Regions from separate parts of the Triticum aestivum genome. Here region 1 is linked to region 2. The links are chromatin contacts, called in public Hi-C maps. All regions are on one chromosome and are shown on one strand. The core of a region is the stretch at or near the end of the contact, and the rest is flanking DNA. Distances in the headings are between cores, read along the strand shown. Region 1 holds the start of LOC123107062. Region 2 holds the start of LOC123103772 (dormancy-associated protein homolog 3).

Region 1 (3,286 bases), core at 306-2,805, 160 kb before region 2:
GAGTAAAATACACCGAGCATGTACATACGCCCATTTTCTCTGTGATCGAGCTCCCCTTTCCTGTAAGCCGACACGCCGAAACAGGGCGCCGGAAAACACTGAGTACTGCACCCCTGCACCGCACAGACATCTCGATCAGGACAATTCTTAAGCGCTAAACAATAACTAATGACCCGGTGGCAGAGCGGTACCTTTGCGTACGTGTCCAAACTTTTCATGCATGCACTGCATCTGAACGAGGGAAAATGTAGTCTACTCCAGATTGTTTAACGAACCACACAACCGTTAACACATCCCCGTTCTCAACCTTTAAATATGCAGCTACCCTCGTGGTCACGTAACAAAATGAAACTTACTCCATGCCACTTTGCTTGATCCGATTTAATTACTATATACGACTCGCATACGTGGCCTGGACTTGTGTACGTACTGTACGTTAGCACAGATCAATCATGCTAGAGGATGGATTCTGAGACAAGGCCAGCCAGCCAGGGCATCGATCGCTTGGAAAGCCGGTCTCGGCAACGTGCAGGCACATGACCACTGAGTACCGACGGGCCAACCCACCCCACACGGGAAGCGTACGCAAAAGCGCGCGGCGCGCTTCCGGCTTCTCCAAGGTACCGCACCGCACAAGACGAGACCTCGACATGTTGCATGCATGCAGTGACGCGCAAAGCTCACCTTGCAAACTAAATTAGGGTACGGGAAAAGCCGTGGTGCCATGTGACCTGCACTGCACAGGTCGGTGGCAGCTCCCTCTTAACTGCCGGCGGTCAAAAAATTTCTCTATTCATGCTTCGTTCGTGTCGTGGTGAATGGTTCGCCGGCGCGGTTCGTTCGGCCGGCCGGAGGCGTTTAGCGTGTTCCCGTGTTTCGTCCGGGATGGGCGCCGGGCCTGTGGCATTAAACCACTGCTGTTTTTGTAGGGCGTGTGTGTGTGTGTGTGTGTCCCATAGGCCATAGCCTTATGATTGCACGGCACAGGGATTGGATTCCGGCAGCTGGATGCATGTAATTACTACTCCCTTCATTCCAGCTAACTTTAATACAAAGTTGGGTTATCTATTTTGAAACGGAGGGAGGATATATGATGGTCTTTTGGTTAGTCTGGTATCGTATCTTCTAGGCTAGGCTAGCTTGTTTGAAAGCTAGCCGTGTGGTACTACGTCAAAAAGAAAACAGATCACCTAAGCTAGTTCGGGTGCTTCCAATTCCATCATGACTTTGAGGCTGGAATAATGTTGCCTCCAGTTTAGTCATGCGCCCATACTGGAGTGGCCGGTCCTACATGTGTACAGCTGTACCTACGAATTTCTTGAAGGATTGATGCCCTCTTTATAATAAATAATAATAGTTTTTTTGCAAAGCTCTTTCTTTTTACCAGAAAGAATAATCTTAAGAGTTTTTCCCCCGCAAAGACAACTCTTAAGAATTGAAGGGGTAAAATTTAATATAGGTTGGCCCATGAAGAACTTTCTTTGAGGATCTGAAAACTTTCTAGACGCTAAACCGGCCCAAATAAAGCCTGTTGGTTCTATTCATTAGGCAGTTCTCAAAGTTCCCGACGTTCCGTGTAGTCTGGAGCATCGGGAGAAAATCCGTGTGGGCCATGCAAGCATAACTGTCACCGCCTGCGCGTGAATACAAACGTTTTCACTAATGTAAGAAATAAAAAACGCGTGGATACAAACTCCGGTGCAGCTTACGGATCAGCAAAACGCGCGTTGCTGATTCGAAACTAAGAAACGGAGGAGACAACCGCACATCGCTCAACCATAAATTCATGGCCAGCTCCCAGTCATTCTATTTGCAGCACATCAGTCACAGCTCGCAAGAACCTGAATCAAACATGTCCCGGCCATTCCCTCCACTGTTCGTCACACTGGTCCTGCTGCTGCTAACGTCGACCTCGTCGCCGGCCACCGCCGCGGCAGAGATCGCGGAGGCGCCGTCCGCCGTTGGCTGCAGCGGGAGCGCGGAGGCGGCGTCGCGGGTGGTGGCGGAGAGCTGCACGGACGACATCGTCAGGTCCTTCTTCGGCGTGCGCGGCAGCGACCTCTGCTGCCGCGCGCTGGAGACGGCCGGCGCCGGGTGCTACCGCGCGGCGTTCTCCGGCTCCCCGTTCGCCGATATCTACCCGACCATCCTCGGTAACGTCTGCGGCCTCGCCGTGGCTCCCAGCCCCGGGGAGCGGTCGTACTACTAGCCTAATCTCCGGTTGTAACCGAAGTTGAGAAAACGAGATGTAATTATAAGATCATCTGAAATAAAATCGGCTACGTGGTACAAAGTCCAATTCGGTTCCTTTAAAAAGTTCAATCGGAGCACGTATGCAAGACGTATAAAATGGACATCTCCTCCATCGCACGAGTCGCGGTCGCTGACTCACTGCGGGCGTACTTTTCTCTACGTGAAAATGACAGGGTTATCGTCACGGAGAAAAAGAACGGGAAGACGCAGCGCCAGCGCAAAAGCGTGGCAAAGACACATCCACTTCAGATCGGCCACGGCCTGCTCTTAAAGGGAAGGGCGCAGTTTACATCGACAAAAACAAAGGAAAAGAAAAGAAAATCCTCCTAGCTGAGGTTGAAGGTGAAATATATGATCTAGAGTAAATCCTTAGTTACTGCTATGAAACTGACCAGTGGATAATGGATCCAGGAATATGAAGAAACGGGGTGAAAAGCAGTGTCCCTGAATCCTAAGCTGTCGGTACATGGTCGAATTCAGTATTTCTCTTTTCCCGAGTTTTTTGGACAATGCTGACTTTGCCGGAACTTTACCTGATCCGAACGCGATTGATGTTACTTCCTTCAGTGGAGCAAGTGGTAACTCAGTGGAGCCGAGGTTTTCTTTTTAATCTCACCAAAAAAAAAAAAAAACTCAGCGGGGAACATCGAGTCTCCACTTAGAACACACGTAGGTTCAGAGATCTGCTCGTGACTGTCTATTTTTCAATACTATAACCGTACCCTTTTCCTCTCTTTTCTGATTCCGGCAGTGGAAATTAATAAGTCGATCTAAATCTCTCGGCTCCGATTTGCCCTTTCTTTGCAGTCATGGCCATGAGCATTAATCAATCAATTAACGCCATGAGCACTGATCGGAGTAGGTTCCATTACCAAAACATTTTCAAACGTTTTTTTTACTTCTTTTGTTATGGTTTAGCACGCTGGACAGAAAGTACGAGACCATCGTGAATCATCCATTTACTAGTGCAAAGGTTTCCGAACAAGGATTGACATGGCCATAGAGCTAGAGCACCACGCATGGCGATAAGCAA
Region 2 (3,523 bases), core at 704-3,203:
CATCACCAGTAATATCTATACTGGGAGGCAAAAAAATATCAGGATTATCAGAATTAAACTTAGTAATTCTATCTATTTCTACATGCTTGATAATGCAAATATTTTCCTTAATGTTATTACTGCTGGTGCCCAGGCTAATCCCTGAACATTCTGCAATTTTTATCAGAAAATCATCATCAAGACATTCAAAGGAGTTTTGAGTACCTTTTCTCAACATAGGTTTTTCTAGGTTTTTGATTTTCTTCAATTCTTGAGCTTTTTGGATAGCAGGTCTGTCATCCTTCTTGTTCCTGGTACTAACCCTGGAGGCCACCACAGGACCCCATTTCTGTTGAGTGCTTGTTTTCTTCTGAATCTTAGGAATAGATCCAACAGCAGCAGCTTCAAATCTCTCCAGAAGGGGGCCACCCAAGTTAACATTTTGGTTCTTCTTCACCACCTCCAAGTAGCTTTTGGTCATGGGGGCACCTAGTAGCTTGGAGGAGACCATATCAGAGTCATTGGCAACAGAGGCAGGGGTGGAACACTTATGAACAGCGCCACTATGACCAGCAGTATTAGTTTTGTCCTTGGCAGCTTGATTGCTATTGCCAGTGTCCATATCCTCTCCAAGCAAATCATCTTCACTAGTATCAAATCATCTTTCCTTATTTTTTCTGTCACATAGACTCAAATTCCTTTTATTTCCTTATATCTTTGCATGTCGATTGAAATACTCTTATTTCTTGTCAAGTCCCCCTTGATACACAGAAAGATCAACGACGTATATAAATTGGGATGATATCGTGTAAGCGGGCGAGGTGGTACTATTTAATAGCTGAAGCAACCTAATTTCTTTGAAACTTTGAGCTAGTTCAATTGGCTAAGGCAATGTATAGTCTATGGGGAGGTCCTGTGTTCAATTCCCAAAACCAGCAATTTTTTTTTTGTTGGCCTGGTCTTATGTGGGCCAGTTTAATTAGGCCATAGGGCAGGTCAGCAATTGTTTCGCCCTCTTAGATGGGCCGCCTTACTTCTTTGGGGTTGCTAGCTGTGAGGCGATAGTATATTGATTAAAGGTGAAACGTAAAACCCTCTTGTTTTACGTAAGGGAGTGCTAGCTCAATTGGTCATGCCCTTTGGTAGGAGCACTCGAGGCTCTGTGTTCGATCCTTCACAACAGCAAATATATTTCTTGGTTGAACTTTTTTTCTATAAAAAGTAGTATCGTGGGTTGAATAAAAAAACCACATGGGTTTTTATGCAAAATTACGTGATGATGAACTTGACGGAAGCAATGCGTGCTTTATTAGTAGGTAAAGATATATGGTGAAAGATAGTATAAGAAAAATCATCTCTTAACTAAAAGGCAGTACGAAGGCATTTCGCCGCCTGTTTTGGTTACAACGCGATATCAAACGATGACAATGTCTGCTCGTTTTTGCCTCAAAAGTTACATCTTCTCATAAGCTGCCATGCTTATCTGAAGAAAATGCAATGCGTCTCTGGAGAAACTGCAAGCAAAAATGTTGCCAACTATTGGGTCATTAAAAAAAGACAATATTTTTCTAGGTTTTCTGAGTATGCCACATTTAGTAGCTGACACCATTGTACATGTCCTTGACACCTCAAGATCCATTTTCCACGTTGAGCCGATTCAGTACTCCGACACTAGCGGGAATCCGCATCCCAAACTGCTTTTATCCGATATAACAACCCTATCCGGTTTGTTTGACTCATCACCCGCGATTACCGACGAAGATCCCGAAAATAACACCACACCACCCATTTTATCCACTTCCACCCTATCCGTTTCCTAATTTCGGACGGCTAAAAACTGCGTCGGCTACGCTGGGCCGCAGGAGCCGAGCCGACCGCGCAAGGCGGAGCCCGGAAACAGAAAGAGTTGCGTACGCCCCCCAAATATCTCGCCTACGTCCGCTCCCCACCACCCCTCGGCCTCATCTATAAAACTCCACCCGCTCCCTCCCTCCAACAAAGAAGGAACGATCCACTGCGCCTCGCCTGCGGCACACACACCCCTCGACACCCAAGGTAATAACCAGCTCCATCCCCTCCCTCTCTCGGCCAAGAACACGCGAGGCAAGAACAGATTCACCGGAGGAGGAGATGAGGATGATGATTGTATGAACGTGGCTCCTGATCTACCACGTACGCGCAGGTTTGGTTGGATCGTCGTGCTCCATGGGGCTTCTTGACCAGCTGTGGGACGACACAGTGGCCGGGCCGCGGCCGGACCACGGCCTCGGCAGGCTCCGCAAGTACGCCTCCTTCTCCCCGTCCTCCGCGGCGGCCGGTACGACCGCCGCTGCCGTGCCGTCGGCCGACGTGGCGGCGCCGGCGGTGACGCGGAGCATCACCATCCTCCGCCCGCCGGCCCTGTCCGTGACGTCGCCGCGCAGCGAGTCCGGCTCCGGCTCCGCGCCCTCGTCCCCGGCCAGCGTCCCCGACTCCCCCTTCGGCACAGGTATCTTATCTACCTACACCTTTGCCTCCTAATTTTTTTTTCTTAACTTTACATTCGAGGCCGGCGTGATGTGTTGTGGCTGACATGCTTGCTTGCTTGCGACTGCAGCAACGACGCCCAGGGGAGAGAGTGGCTGGAGCAAGCTGCGCCGCAAAGGCAGGATGGCCGCCGACGGCATAGAGGCTAGCCCGGGCACCCCCAGGAGCCCCACCGTCTACGACTGGTGCGTTGGCTTCAAAGTTCAAACCGAATATCCCCTCCTGTTTTAAAGTGCACCACATCATGAACCCAAATGCTAGATCCAACCACCATGACTCTATCCAGTACAGTAGCCATAGATCTGATGCCTCTGAACCGTGTATCTGGCAGGGTGGTGATCAGTTCGCTGGACCGCTAACCGTGAAAACAGAAGCGGATCCACCAAGACGGAGAAGCGCACGAGCACAATGAGAGTAGCTGCAAACTATGACCGGAAGATCATGGAACCCTGCCCCAGTATATGTTACTGTATCAGTTATATGTACTACTACTAGTACTACTTCCGTTGTAAACATCCACTCCACGTGAGATGGTGCTAGTTTTCGTAGCCAAGGATGTGCCACCGTGTAGATGTTTCTAAGTCGTAGCTCAAGGAAAACTTGGTAGTAGGCAACCGGCGACGTGCAACGACCTGAGGCGAATGAGACCGGTGTGAAGCGTGTGTGTAAATCCTACCAGTAGGTGTAGATGAGAGGGGATCCCCTGCTGCTTGCTCTGTACAAGGCCCGCGGGCAGCATGTGCTAATGCATGCAGTGTAAAATACTGTCTGCAATATGTCAGGCATCCTCCCTAGTTGGTTTAGCTAGTTCAAGAAATGGCACCAATAATTTGATTCGAGTTCGAGGGTGGTGTCAGATCGATGTGAAGGTTATCTGTGCTCGGTCTTCTCTGTACGGTTAGGGTCAAAAGGACGGGCCTCTTGACGTTTTGACAGATCGGAGGGGGTACTTGCCCGTGATACTGACGGCACGGCACGGCGCACCTCATTTGCCGACGAGAGCTAGGATATTTATGGA

The links. Hi-C and Micro-C count contacts between places; a contact is called where the count stands out from the background.
Region 1: a Hi-C map of leaf shows a contact between it and region 2, with 4 times the contacts expected there. The contact joins the promoter of LOC123107062 here to the promoter of LOC123103772 in region 2. A contact is called at or near these places in 1 of 5 Hi-C or Micro-C datasets (leaf) and 1 of 1 datasets of contacts at active chromatin or transcription factors (leaf).

The regions. Positions count from the first base shown.
Region 1 is chr5A:428,603,698-428,606,983 of IWGSC CS RefSeq v2.1, reverse strand. LOC123107062 reads left to right here and starts at 1,555. Exons shown (of 1, transcript XM_044529069.1): 1 at 1,555-2,289. The coding sequence starts at 1,787. The coding sequence ends at 2,209.
Region 2 is chr5A:428,447,448-428,450,970 of IWGSC CS RefSeq v2.1, reverse strand. LOC123103772 (dormancy-associated protein homolog 3) reads left to right here and starts at 1,953. Exons shown (of 4, transcript XM_044525455.1): 1 at 1,953-2,034; 2 at 2,162-2,467; 3 at 2,576-2,690; 4 at 2,837-3,344. The coding sequence starts at 2,185. The coding sequence ends at 2,864.